Regions from separate parts of the Ovis aries genome. Here region 2 is linked to region 1. A link is a contact called in public Hi-C data. All regions are on one chromosome and are shown on one strand. Each heading gives the region's core, a stretch centred on a gene start, on an enhancer-like site or on the middle of the called end of the contact. The rest is flanking DNA. Distances are from core to core; before and after follow the strand shown. Region 1 overlaps LOC101123029 (C-type lectin domain family 7 member A-like). Region 2 overlaps LOC101101976 (natural killer cells antigen CD94).

Region 1 (6,077 bases), core at 1,416-3,915:
TGGAAATGCTAGTTGGAACCTTTTCTGAAGAAATATACAGCAATTTCTCTTGTTTAAGAATGCAATTCCAAGAAAGGAATTCTCAGATTGATGCACTCAGAGGGCATTGGTTAACATAATTAATGGGTTGTAAATGAGTAGGATAGGACTTAGCAACTACACAACAACAAAATCAAATACTTCCACTGTGAAATAATTAAAAATAAACAAGAGCAGAGGTCCTTAAGCACCATCCCTGGGACCAGAAGCATTGTATCACCTAAGAACTGTTAAAAATGCATATTTCGTAGCCACACCCCAGAATCACTGAATCAGAAACTCTTGAGATGGAGCTCAATATTCTGTATTTTCACAAATTCTCCGGATCATTCTGATGCAAGCTAAAGTTTGAAATCCACTGATGCTAACATTGGAAGCAAATGAGTCACAGCTATTAACAGTCCTTCCCTTTAAGCCCATATGTAGGAGAAACAAAAAAAATGAGAAACCAAAAGGTTGAATAACCCAGAGGTTAATCATAGTTCAAAAGTAAGGATGTACCTAAAGATAAAAATCTTTCTTAACCTAGATACAAAATGGGAGGGAATATGTTGAATCATTTATGCCACTTCCCATTATGTTTTTAAAGAATAACAACCAGGCTGAATTGCAACTCTATGTTTTTGCCTTCATCTCAAGTTTTGATACCTGAAAAAGGTAAACTCCAGGTCCAGACTAATAGAGCATTGTTGCTCACTTGATAGCAATACACCAAGATCAAGCATGATGCTAGAGAGATTCAATTCAGCCTAAATAAAGATGAAGCCCTGAACTCACTGTTCAGTGATACACCCTGGTGACTTCTCCTCTTAGTGAGTTTACATTTGCAATTTTTCATGCTCACCTAATTTCCTACCGCACCTCACCCTTCTTAGCCCACTTTCTTTGGTTATGAATTAGCTAAAGCTCAGGGAATGTCATCGTTGGACATTGCTTTATCAAAGTGTATTTGAAACAATAGTAAAATTCAAATGATAATTAAATAACACATAAGTGAGTTTTAGATCACCTGCTGTTTGTCTGTCTCAATCTGACCCTCCACCATCATGAGGACAATTAAAATACATTCTAAAAGACATAGCAAAATGCTCTACGAAAATGAAATATAAAAATAGACCGAGACTTCCTGAGAGGTTGTCAACATATCTAGCTCAGCAGAGGAAGAAAAGTAGCTAGAGGTACCTCACTATCTGAGCTAAAACCACACAGGAAGTCTCAAACTCAAGGAGCTCACGGCACTGCAAGGCTCAGGGTGATGTACATTTCACTGTGCAAGGCAGGGTGACCCTGACAAGTACTTCCTCTCTTTCCTCACTTTCCTGCAAGGTCTAGAAACAATGAAACAATGAAACAAACTTTTAAATATTACTGATTTGAGATCTACCTTTAAATCCCTGGCTCACTTTAAATTTGGCCTCTTAAGAATGGATTCCAGTACAGTAACAGTAAGAAACGTACACATGAGAATCTGATATTTTATTAAAGTGTCTGATGATTGCAAATGGAGTGTTTGATCCCAGAAATTGTTGTTTCATGCGTACGTGCTCAGTCCTGTCCAACTCTTTGTGACCCTATGGACTGTAGACCACTAGGCGCCTCTCTCCATGGAATTCTCCAGGCAAGAATACTGCAGTGGGTAGCCATTTCCTTCTCCAGGGGATCTTCCCAACCCAGGGATCCAACCTGTGTCTCCTGCATCTCCTGCACTGGCAGGTGAATTCTTTAACACTGAGCCACCTGGGAAGCCCCTGTTGTGTTTTTAGAGTAGTTTTTCTTCTTTGCTCAGAGATGAATAAGTGTGAGCCAGTTCTTTTTGCTGTCATCTATCGTCTATTGTTTACTAAGTGAAGCAAACTAGCATTTAGAAAATCCATATGTCAAGCATAGTTTGGGAGAGTTTGGGGTTATTTTTGTTATTGTTGCTGTCCCACTTAAGCCACTTCATCTGTTTCTCAACAAACTTGATAATAGATTGTTTTCATCATTTTATTGATGAAGACACTCAGATGTAGGAGCATTAAGTGACTCACAAAAGCACACACAAATCCATATATGTGACTTTATGTAGAATATTTATATTTACTTTTAAAGAGCTCCCTTGTGGCTCAGATGATAAAAGAATCTGCCTGCAATGCAGAGGACCCAGGTTCCATCCCTGAGTTGGGAAGATCACCTAGAGAAGAAAATGGCAAACCACTTCAGTATTCCTGTCTGAGAAATCCCATGGACAGAGGAACCTGGTGGGCTACAGTCCATGGGGTCACAAAGAATCAGTCATGACTAAGTGACCTACACTTTCACTTCACTTTCACCTTTACAGATAAAGAATAAAGTGTACATTAACTTAATGAGAATTATTATGTGCACATTCTCATCCTACTTTTCTGTTAATAACAGAAAATGTTTCATGAAATTCCAAAAACCAAAACAAAAATACTGGACTTTCCACAAAATCATTTTGCTTTTTGCATTCAAGAGCTATCATGCACAAAATTTAATTATGAGAGACAGGAACAAACTGGGCAGACTAGATTTTTGCCTCCAGATGACCAGTATGAGCTCACACTATCGGGAAATGAGTGAAGAGAGAGGAAGTGGCTAGCTCAGGGGTCTAAAAGTAGGCAGGCGGGGCGTTTCTAGAGAACGATGTGGGGTGAGGAGAGAACCACCAAGCTCCAGCACCGTTTGCAGCCTAAATTAGTGCCAGCTAAAAATTGTAGTTCACCATCCGGTTCTCACAAGGATGAAGTCACTGGCCCCTGCGGTCCTGACCTTGAACAGACTCTGAAAGGAGTCCAAGGTGGAGATCAGGAATGAGCCCCCTGTGCTCTAAGAAAAACTGGCGGAACAGGCCTTCATATAGTTAGATATTTTTAGAAGAGTTTATGAGCCCAATTTTTTACATCTTCTGATATCTAGGGAAGCACTAAAATCATTAAAGGAGAGATTGCTCCTCTTGACTAGCAGCAACCTTCTTGTGACTAGTAGCAAACCTCTGCCAAAAAATGTGTGCTTAACTACACAAACCCCCCCTTTACTAATATGTGTATGTATATATGCTGATCTTACTCCCCACTTCTTTGGAGCAGTTTCTCAAAACTATCTGACATGCTGTCTCCTGGGCTGCAGTGCTCATTTGGCCCAAATAAAACTCAACTCACAACACGTTGTGCATTTTTTTCCATTGGACATAAGGAAAGTTGTGCTTTGTTGAGAGCATTTCCATTCACTATTCTGCCTTCAAAACAATTGTCCAATATCTCTCTCATCAGTACTGCATCTTAAATGTTTAGTAAGTGAAAGGCCATGGATCAGACCTCCTGTTATTCTTGGGGAAAAAGATCCCCCTCCCACCCTCACCCCCACCCCCTCCCACCACCCCAATCTCCCTAACACACCCTCAGGCCCACAGTCCAGCATACTTTAGCGGCCTGCGGGGCTCAGAATTTCTCATCCCAGTGCTAGTCCATACTCATGCAGTCACATCCCTCTAAAGAGAAGAAAAGCAACCCAAAATACAGGGCTTTTTTCAAAAGGGTAATGCCTCTCCAAAAAGAGCTGCCCACGTGTTTTCCTTCTTCACACATACACTCTGTTGTGCTGAACCAGAGAAGAGGGAAAACCTTTTGAAAATTTGTTACTAAAACTCATCTCAGCCTCACAATCGAAATGCTGGTAACCTCAGACAAGCAAGTTTTTCATAGCAGCTGTTCTATATCATCCTCCACCTTAATCACAGCAGCAACAATCCATTTCTCACAGGTAGATAATATCTTTGCCAACAGAATGGTACTCATAACCACTGGATAGATAATGTAAATATTATTTCCTTGTGTGTCATGGCTGTTCTTGGAAATTCTTAATGAAAAATATGTGTATAGTTCAGTAAATCACTGTCACAAATCAAATGTTGGAGACCAAAATGGAGAACGGAGGGAATGTCCTGGTCCAGGGTTTAGGACTCTGCACTTTCACTGAGAGGGTCCAGGTTCAATCCATCTCTGGTCTGGGAACTAGGATCCTGCAAGCCCCGTGAAATGTAGGGGAAAAAAACCTGGGAGAGTTGAGATTAATGAATGAAAGAAAGAAAATGTACCAGACCATTAAAAGTCTTATTCATTGCACCTGTCACAGTACTTTATATAGTATCTGTTTATATGTCTCTCTCTCCAAGTTGACCGTAAAAACTGTGTCTTATTTTCTTTTGTATAATCATCACCCAGTGTGATGTCTGACATATAAAAAACACTAGATAATCATTAGATAAATGAATATTTTTATGGTTTAACATAGTAGAGGACAGAATTTTTAATTATGATTAGCACAAAAATTTTTATTCCCTTCTTTGTTCTTACACTTGATTTCTGCTTATTAAAAAATATGATGCTATTTCCAGCTACTCATTACTGAAAATTGGAACAACAAGGAAAATATGAAGAAAAAAAGTTAAAATCTCGTTATAAAATTATGCTAATATGTTTCCTTTCCATATTTTATGTGTATATTTTGTGCATAGGAGGAGTTACACATTATTTTATGATTTTTCAACTAACATTATATCAGGAGCATTTCTTACATTTTGAATATTCATAAATATAATTTTTAAATTTTTGTATTTTTCAATTGTAGGGTAATATATATATTTAACCTTTCTCCTATTGTTGGATACTAGATTTTCCTAGTATTTGGCAAGTCAAATAATACTGAGATTTAAAAAAATCAAACTGTGTAGTATCTTGTTCATATGTATTATTTTTTGAAGACAGATCTCTAAAGTGGAATCATTAGTTCAAAAAGTGTTAGCATTTTTAATACTACAGATATATTTTGCCAAATATATTTGCAATGCTAGTCTACTAACATTCCAAGTAGCAGCTTATGAGAATGTATTTCTTTATTCTTATGAGTAAGACATTTTCAAATTGAAGCAGCTTAATTTCGGAACTTGATTTGTACGACGATGCCATCTGGTGGCCATAATACAAAATTACAAAAGCAGAAGTGGAGGAGCCCCTTTGGAAACAGCAAAATTATGGTGACTATTAACGGTCTTACAGGTTTTCAAAAAGTGCTCTTGCTATTTGGATTTCTAATTATCCTCAGCAACCATATAAAATAAAGCTTACAGTCTTTCAAATGATACTTATTAATGCATCTTGTTCGACCTGAATTTCTGGAGAACTTCACACGGTGACTAGTCTATCGCCTGCTGAAGACAGATATGAGTCACAAGGCATGGCCTCAAGGTCATAGTTTAACAGGGATTCACAAAAGCAAACTGATCCCTGCAAATGTGGCCAAAGGCTTTTGCAAATGGAAAATAAAATTTACTAATATTTGTGATTTGAATCATCCTGATTTTATAAAATGCACAAATGCATATCTCATAGCACAGGCAACCTCTACAGTGGTCCCCAATCACAATTCCCCACCCCTTGATATCCATACCATTTTGGAATCCTCTTCCCAAGAGAGCCAATGCATTTCCATCTCTCTCTCTTTCTTTCTCCAGTCTCTCCCCCACCCCCATAGGAAGCAAACTGCTGTGATGTGAATGGTGGTGGTGGTTTAGTCGCTCAGTGGTGTCAGACTCTTGCAATCCCATGGACTGTAGCCTGCCAGGCTCCTCTGTCCATGGAATTCTCCAGGCAAGAATGGAGTGGGTTGCCATTTCCTTCTCCAAGGGATCTTTTTGAACCAAGAGTCAAACCCAGGTCTCCTGCATTGCAGGCAGACTCTTTACCAACTAAGCTATGAGGGAAGCCCCAGTGATGCAAATAGCCCTATGAAAAGACCGACGCGGCAAAGAATTTGGGTCTCCAGTCAACAGCCAACCTGAGACCAGCCAACACCCATGGGAGTGAGCTTGGAGGTGGGAGCTCCCTAGACAAGCCTTGACCTGAGACCCCACCCCTGACCCGCACCTAGAAGGCAGCTTCCTAAGAAACTGAGTCAGTCACCCAACTTATCTGTGACTCACCCAGCTTATTTATTCACTAATAAAGACAATTTGAAACCTACTGAAACATTTCAACATT
Region 2 (6,927 bases), core at 2,809-5,308, 460 kb before region 1:
TTTGAGTTTATCCTTGGATCTGATCAGAGACTTGAATATCCAGGACCATTATAACTAAGATATCCTATTTTGGGCATGAAACTATAAAAAAGAGAATAGATATAACATAATAAAATTTTTAACTGCATGTACAACATCCAAATGTTTGCTCAAGAGCTTTTGACATATGGTTTTGTTTCCTGCCTTGGTACAAGCACTTAGATATGTATGCATATGTATAGATTGTCACATGTATGAAAGCAGTCCAGAGAAAACAGTATGTCCATTATTTTTCTTATTCTGGTAGAGACTAATATTCTCAGCATTGGCCCATGTTTCAAATAGTCTGGGTTTATTTCCTGTATATTTATAAGCTTCAAATCTCATTTTAATTCTTAAATATGAGATTTAACAGCATCATGCATTGAGAAATTTTATAATCTGATTTTTTCCTGGACTAGACTTAGTTAATACATCTTTAAATAACGCAGAAACAAAGAATAACACATATCAAAATCATTAAAAACAACAACAAAACAAAAAAATCCCAAACCTCAATGCTATTGATTATTGAGCATACTGTGTTTTGGTAACATTGTACTCTGAAATTGTGAAAAATGACTTGAATGGAGAAGATAATGACTCAAGATGTAACATCTCATGCAAATGCTTTTAAACGTTCCCTAATTCTGTCATTTAGCAAGAACAGCATCCTTGAACGTTTTCATTTCTTGTTCTTGTCTATTAAAATTTTCTTCTTCATTGCAGATTTCCTTTCCCTAAATCTGTAAATCCAAAGACCTGCATGATGTATATCCCAATAGGAAGCATTTTGGATGAACACTGTGAAAAGAAGTATCGTTATATCTGTAAACAACAGCTTATTTAGATGTTTCTTGGGGCAGAAGTGTTGTGCAATGGAGATTCAATATTACTTAGAATGGTTACAAATTGTATTACCTACCTCTGGGATCTTTAAAATGTTCCAAATTATGTTTTATCAATCATATAATTTTCATGTATTTGAGAATATATATGTAAATTTTGTATCATTGGTGGCTCAGAGGTTAAAGCGTCTGCCTCCAATGCGGGAGACCCCGGATTCCATCCCTGGGTCAGGAAGATCCCCTGGAGAAGGAAACGGCAACCCACTCTAGTATTCTTGCCTGGAGAATCCCATGGACTGAGGAGCCTGGTGAGCTGCAGTCCATGGGTTCACAAAGAGTCGGACATGACTGAGTGACTTTACTTACTTATGCAATTGGTATATAACATTATGTTAGTTTTAGGTATACAACATAAGAATAACTGAGACAGTATGTCTAATTCATCAACATATATAGTTACAATTTAAAATTTTGCCAAGTGTTTTAAATTTGATGAAATTTGCGTACCTACACCTGAAGTTATAGAGTCAAGATAAATAATTTGATGAATGTTCAATGTATATGGTATGGATTTAACAATTTATGTATCTATTTTTGGAAATTCTATCTGATGAAATTTAAATAAAACTTAATTCAGGCCAAACAATATATATTAACATCATATTAGTTCTTTGTATGGTGTGCTAAGTTGAAAAGTCCCACCCTCATCTTTTTTCCTCTGAAAGTAAAAAATAATTTTAGTGCTTGTTTTAAGTTTTTGGTGGATATCTATTCATCTATATGTTTTAATTTAGACCTGAAAGTGCCTTATAATAATTTCTTCATATGTATCACAAGGGTTAAGTAATACATTTGTGTGTCTTATCTTGATGCTACCAAGTTCTGCAGAACAATTGGAAAGTTATATCCAAGTATGTGATCTTACAAGATTGTCTTCACATTTTCCAAGGGGAAGGGGAACCCAAGCTCTGATCACATGAATATACAGTCTTATTTTTTAGTTTTTTCAAGTATCTTTCTTGCCTTATGCTTCTCTGACAGTAAAAAAAAAAAAAAGCCACTCTTACATGTGCATTTAGGATTTCAATTTTTAATCAATCCCCAAAATCTTTTCCTAAATGGCATGTGATAAAATACTGGACATTTAGTATTTAGGAGGATAGGGAGCAGGCTTTTTTTATTGAGGGGTTTCTGAGTGGGTCAGTGAAAGGAAGGGCCCATGATGAATTGTGATGCTTGTGACCTGAATAGATTTTTTCCAACCTCAGAAATATCAAAACCCATTCCCTCTTTTAAAAAATAACTGTTGAATATATATCTAAAGAAATTTGTACTGACGTCTCTATTCGTTCTCTTCTTTTGTATTTCAATTAATTAATTATAATTAAGAGCTCAAGGTTGATTTTCAAAATATAAAGAGTCAAGAAGAGATAAGAACCTCTCATGTTTTATTTCTCAAAAATACAGATATAATAGTAATATAACTTGAAATCTTTGTTCTTGTATGAAGATTGACAGGAAAAATGCACTTAGGTTATACTATGAAAAACACAGGATAGCTGTAACATCTTTCACATATTTAACTTGGACATGCATTGCACCTTCTACATATTTAAAATGTTTTGCCTTTGTTGTCTGTGTCATCTTTGTAACAATATAATTTTAAAATTGCATTTATAAAGAGCAGTATAGACAAGCTTATTAAGAAAACAGTTTTCTGTTCTAACTGTCCAATCAATCTGTCCTCTTCCCACACAAAAAAATTTACTCTGAGTATTTTGTTTGTTTGTTTTTCCTAAGGAGAAAAAAATGTAGGAAATATATTTCTACACAGGCTATGCATAGATCTATGTTTATTTTCTATGCAGGAAATAAGTAAAATTATGAAAATTCTATTTTCATAATTTTTGTCAAGGATGAATATCAACTGTGTTCTTGTAGCCACATTCAAGCATAGGTTGAATTTGCTATTCTAACATTATCACTCTATGAATTTTACATAGTTCAATCTTTTTTTTTTTTTACTGAGAACTCATGAATATTTATTACAATATCACAAGAGCAATGAGGAAACAGAAGGTGTTAATTGTTACAGATTATATCTAATTTCAGAGAATAATCTATTTCAAAGTTGTCTTCACTGAGGAAGGAAAATTCCTGTTGCCTTCTAAAGATAGCTCAGAAGTTTTCTTCAGCTTCCATATCATATCCATATCATCAGCTCCTATATCCCATATCCTTTCAGCTCCCATATCATTTCAGACTGGGAGCTAACTGAGATTCAGATAATGAACTCCTTATTGCAAAATTCAGACTTAAATTGAAAAAAGTAGGGAAAACCACTAGACCATTCAGGCAGGACCTAAATCAAATCCCTTACAATTATACAGTAGAAATTAGAAATAGATTTAAGGGATTAGATCTGATAGACAGAGTACCTGAAGAACTATGGATGGAAGTTTGTGATATTGTACAGGAGGCAGTGATCAAGACCATCCACAAGAAAAAGAAATGCAAAAAAGCAAAATGGCTGTCTGAGGAGGCCTTACAAAGAGCTGTGGAAAAAAGAAAAGCTAAAGGCAAAGGAGAAAATGAAAGATATACCCATTTGAATGTAGAGTTTTCAAAGAATGCAGAGTTTCAAAGAATGGAGAGATAAGAAAACCTTCTTCAGTGATCAGTGCAAAGAAATAGAGCAAAACAATAGAATGGGAAAGATTAGAGATTGCTTCAAGAAAATTAGAGATACTAAGGGAACATTTTGTGTTTAGATGGGCTCAATAAAGGACAGAAATAGAATGGACCTAACAGAAGCAGAAGATATCGGCAGATCAATTCTTTACCACTGAGCTGCCGTGGAAGTGACATCTAAATCTGCTTAATGAAAATAGAGTTATTTTACAGCTGGACTCTTTGTTTACCTCCAGAGAGACTTGAGAATTGTTTTTTGGCTGTTGGCCATGATAAGAGCAGTTAGTTATCCAACCAAGTAACTAATTAACTCATGACTAATGATGAAATTTTAAAGCTCAGAATTCCTGAGTGGAATGTATGACCAATTTGTTAATTGATAACGTAAGCTTGAATTAATGAGTTAGATATTTAATCTTCACCATGTGGACAGTCTCAGCAGAAAACTGCCTGTGCTGTCCTGTAACCAAGTTTCCACACACATCCATCAGCACAAATAGTAGCAGTTTCATCCAGAGAGATGATGAATCATACCTTCAGACAAATAAGAACATTGGGTAGCTTGTTTCTGGATGTTTCTTTGAATTATCTTTCTCCTGTTGTTTTATATTCACTGCCTTTATTAAAAGCTTTACATGAGTATTCTCATTGGAGCCTTCAATTTACTTCAATTAACTAAACCTGGAAATCTTTGGAACATTTAAACCAACTTTTTCATTTCCATAATTTTGGAACTTTTGAAACATCTTTTATCCTAGTGTAGGGGTTGGAAAACTTTCCCTAAAGAAATGGATGTAAATATTTTCAACTTTGTAAGTTAGTCTCTGTTGAAACTTCTCAACTCTGTGATTTGTAGTGCAAAAGAAGACATTTATAATACATAAATTAATAGTTTGTCTGCATTACAAATGCACTTTATTTTCAAAGACAAATGGTCAGACAAATGTTCACCAACCCCTGTCAAAACGTTTAAAAGGGTTATCGTTACTGTCTTTCTAAATTCCATATATATGCGTTAGTATACTGTATTGGTGTTTTTCTTTTTGGCTCTGATGTTTGGCAAAACCAACACAATATTGTAAAGTAATTAGCCTCCAATTAAAGTAAATAAATTTAAATTAAAAAAAAGTGTAAAAGGAGACTATGTGGACATCAGTGCTACTCTGCACTTCACTTTATACTTTTCCTGGTTGCATCTTACCAGTTGTAAATGTACTTACAAATTTTGCTGTATAAAATCAGTTGTATGGCAAAACCAATACAGTATTGTAAAGTAAAATAAAGTAAAATTTAAAAAAAGTCAGTTGTATCTTATTAATATCAGTTTGTACTACCTATTTTAAAACCTGCATTGTAAAACCCAATGTGACAATCTTCCTCTGTATGTTTTTACTTTATTGAGCACAATAAATGGTTAGACTTGCATTTTTCCAGCCATTATAAGCTCCTTTTGTTTGTTAAAACACTAAAAAATAACACAGTGAGTCTATAAGAAAGCAAATGCATACATGGAGAACATAGCTGCCTCAGGTTATCATGTTAGAATGCTCATTCACTGAGAAGTTATGAGTCTTCCATACAGGCTTTTAGAGGTTACGAGTGTGGAATAGATTTGAAGTAAAGATCTGAAAGAAAGGGTACTTTAATAAATACTACCAAATCCTCAGTTTTATATAGCAAAGATGGTTGTTTGATTCCAAATATCCCTCAAACTTCCCCGTAATTTGTAAAAGCAATAAAGGAAACAAAGAAAATGATAAAAGATCCATGTTCTTTCATCATCTTCAGAGACAGAGCACCACAACCAACAAATTATCTGTAAGTAGAAATACAACAATATTGACAGAGTTCTTGCTCCAGTCTACCACCAAATGCTTATGGTGCTGGTTAGGAAAATTAGTCCTTAAAATTGTCTATGAAAAAGTGAAAATAGAGAACATAGCTGAAGTATAAACACAATGAACCTATAAAGATAAACCTGCAACAATAAGTTCCAAAATACTTAACAAAGGTTGAGATTTGGTAGTTTATAAAACTGGAAAAAGGTTTGAAATGGAAGACAAGAAGTGAGAAATTTAGGAAAGCATTTTTTTTCCTTAGTATTTTTTTCCTATTATCTGAGAAACAGGTAATACACATAGGGTAATACCTCTTAGAGCTGTGAGTACAAAAGCAAAGATTTAATTTGGAGAATTTAAGAATACTGAGGAAATGAAAGACAAAAAAAGACATCCCTTTGCCCTCCCTACTTCTGTTGCAATATACCATCCATGAAGGAAACTGTCAAGAGTAGGGCAGAACCGACAGAAGAGGGAGCTCTCGAACTAGGAACCTTAACCATTAAATAAATGCACTTGTGCTCAGGCTCTCAGCATTGCCCTACTCTTTGCAAGCCCAAGAACAGTAGCCCGCCAGACTCCTCAGTCCATGAAATTTTCTAGGCAAGAATACTGAGGCAGGTAGCCGATTCCCTATTCCAAGGGATCTTCCCCATTCAGGGATCCAGCCTGCATCTCTTGAGTCTCCTGCATTGGCAGGCAGGTTCTTTACAACTATTGCCACTTGGGAAGTTCTATTAGATAAATAGGAGTAGAAAAAACAGATTTCATCTATATAAACCACTTTAAAAATTCAAGAATGTGAATATAATATTTTTACCTACAAAAAGTCATCCACCTAAAAAAGGAAACAACCATAAGGCTAAAGAGGACTATATATATCCCGCAAATTAAATTAGATATTTTCATATAGTCATGAAAAGAAATGCACACCAAAAAAGATTCAAATAAAGCAGAAGTTGATGATGCTCAGGAAAGCAACAGAAAGCTAAAAACAAAGAGATGAATTAAGATTTATAAGGTAAAAGGAAGCAAAAAGAAAGCAATGGTTGAAATCCTGATACTATGTACCTATGAGAATTAAATGACAAAGAAAGACATTTTATAATGATAAAAGCCAAATGCTACCATGAAGATTAAATAATTCTGAATTCATCTAGGAAACAACAATGACTATATAATATAAAAATTCTAGGAAATGAAAGAAGAACTACAAAGTAATGTGTTCACAAAAAGTGACTTAACAGGTCACTCTGAATATAAAACAGGAAGTTTGGACAAAAAAAAAAAACTATATTACAGAGTATCTAAACGATATAGTCAATGTGGTAGATATTCTGGACACATATTGACCACTATACACTGATAATATAAAATATACCTTCCTCCCAAAGGTACCTGAAACATTTACAAAAATTGAATATATAGAACTCTTGAAAAAAGTAAAAAGGCATAGATATTTCCTTAACTCCATAAGGTACATATAAACACTTATGTGCGTGTAGGTAAATGTGTGTATGTGTGTCTGTGTA

What was found. A called contact is a pair of places that touch in the nucleus more often than the background predicts.
Region 2: a Hi-C map of liver shows a contact between it and region 1, with 5 times the contacts expected there. The contact joins two enhancer-like sites. A contact is called at or near these places in 6 of 16 Hi-C or Micro-C datasets (blood, liver, mixed tissues and 1 more).

What each region holds. Positions count from the first base shown.
Region 1 is chr3:204,713,324-204,719,400 of ARS-UI_Ramb_v3.0, reverse strand. The region is part of intron 2 of LOC101123029 (C-type lectin domain family 7 member A-like); the gene reads right to left. Among named protein-coding and RNA genes, the nearest start is that of MAGOHB, 52 kb to the right of the region's middle. Within about 2 kb of position 2,665, at least 2 of the 54 cell types and tissues checked have an H3K27ac peak or open chromatin away from gene starts, as enhancers often do. A contact at or near this core is called in liver, where this site is marked.
Region 2 is chr3:205,170,967-205,177,893 of ARS-UI_Ramb_v3.0, reverse strand. It overlaps LOC101101976 (natural killer cells antigen CD94), which reads left to right. Exons shown (of 6, transcript XM_004007562.5): 6 at 748-4,982. The coding sequence ends at 868. Among named protein-coding and RNA genes, the nearest start is that of KLRK1, 55 kb to the right of the region's middle. Within about 2 kb of position 4,058, at least 3 of the 54 cell types and tissues checked have an H3K27ac peak or open chromatin away from gene starts, as enhancers often do. A contact at or near this core is called in liver, where this site is marked.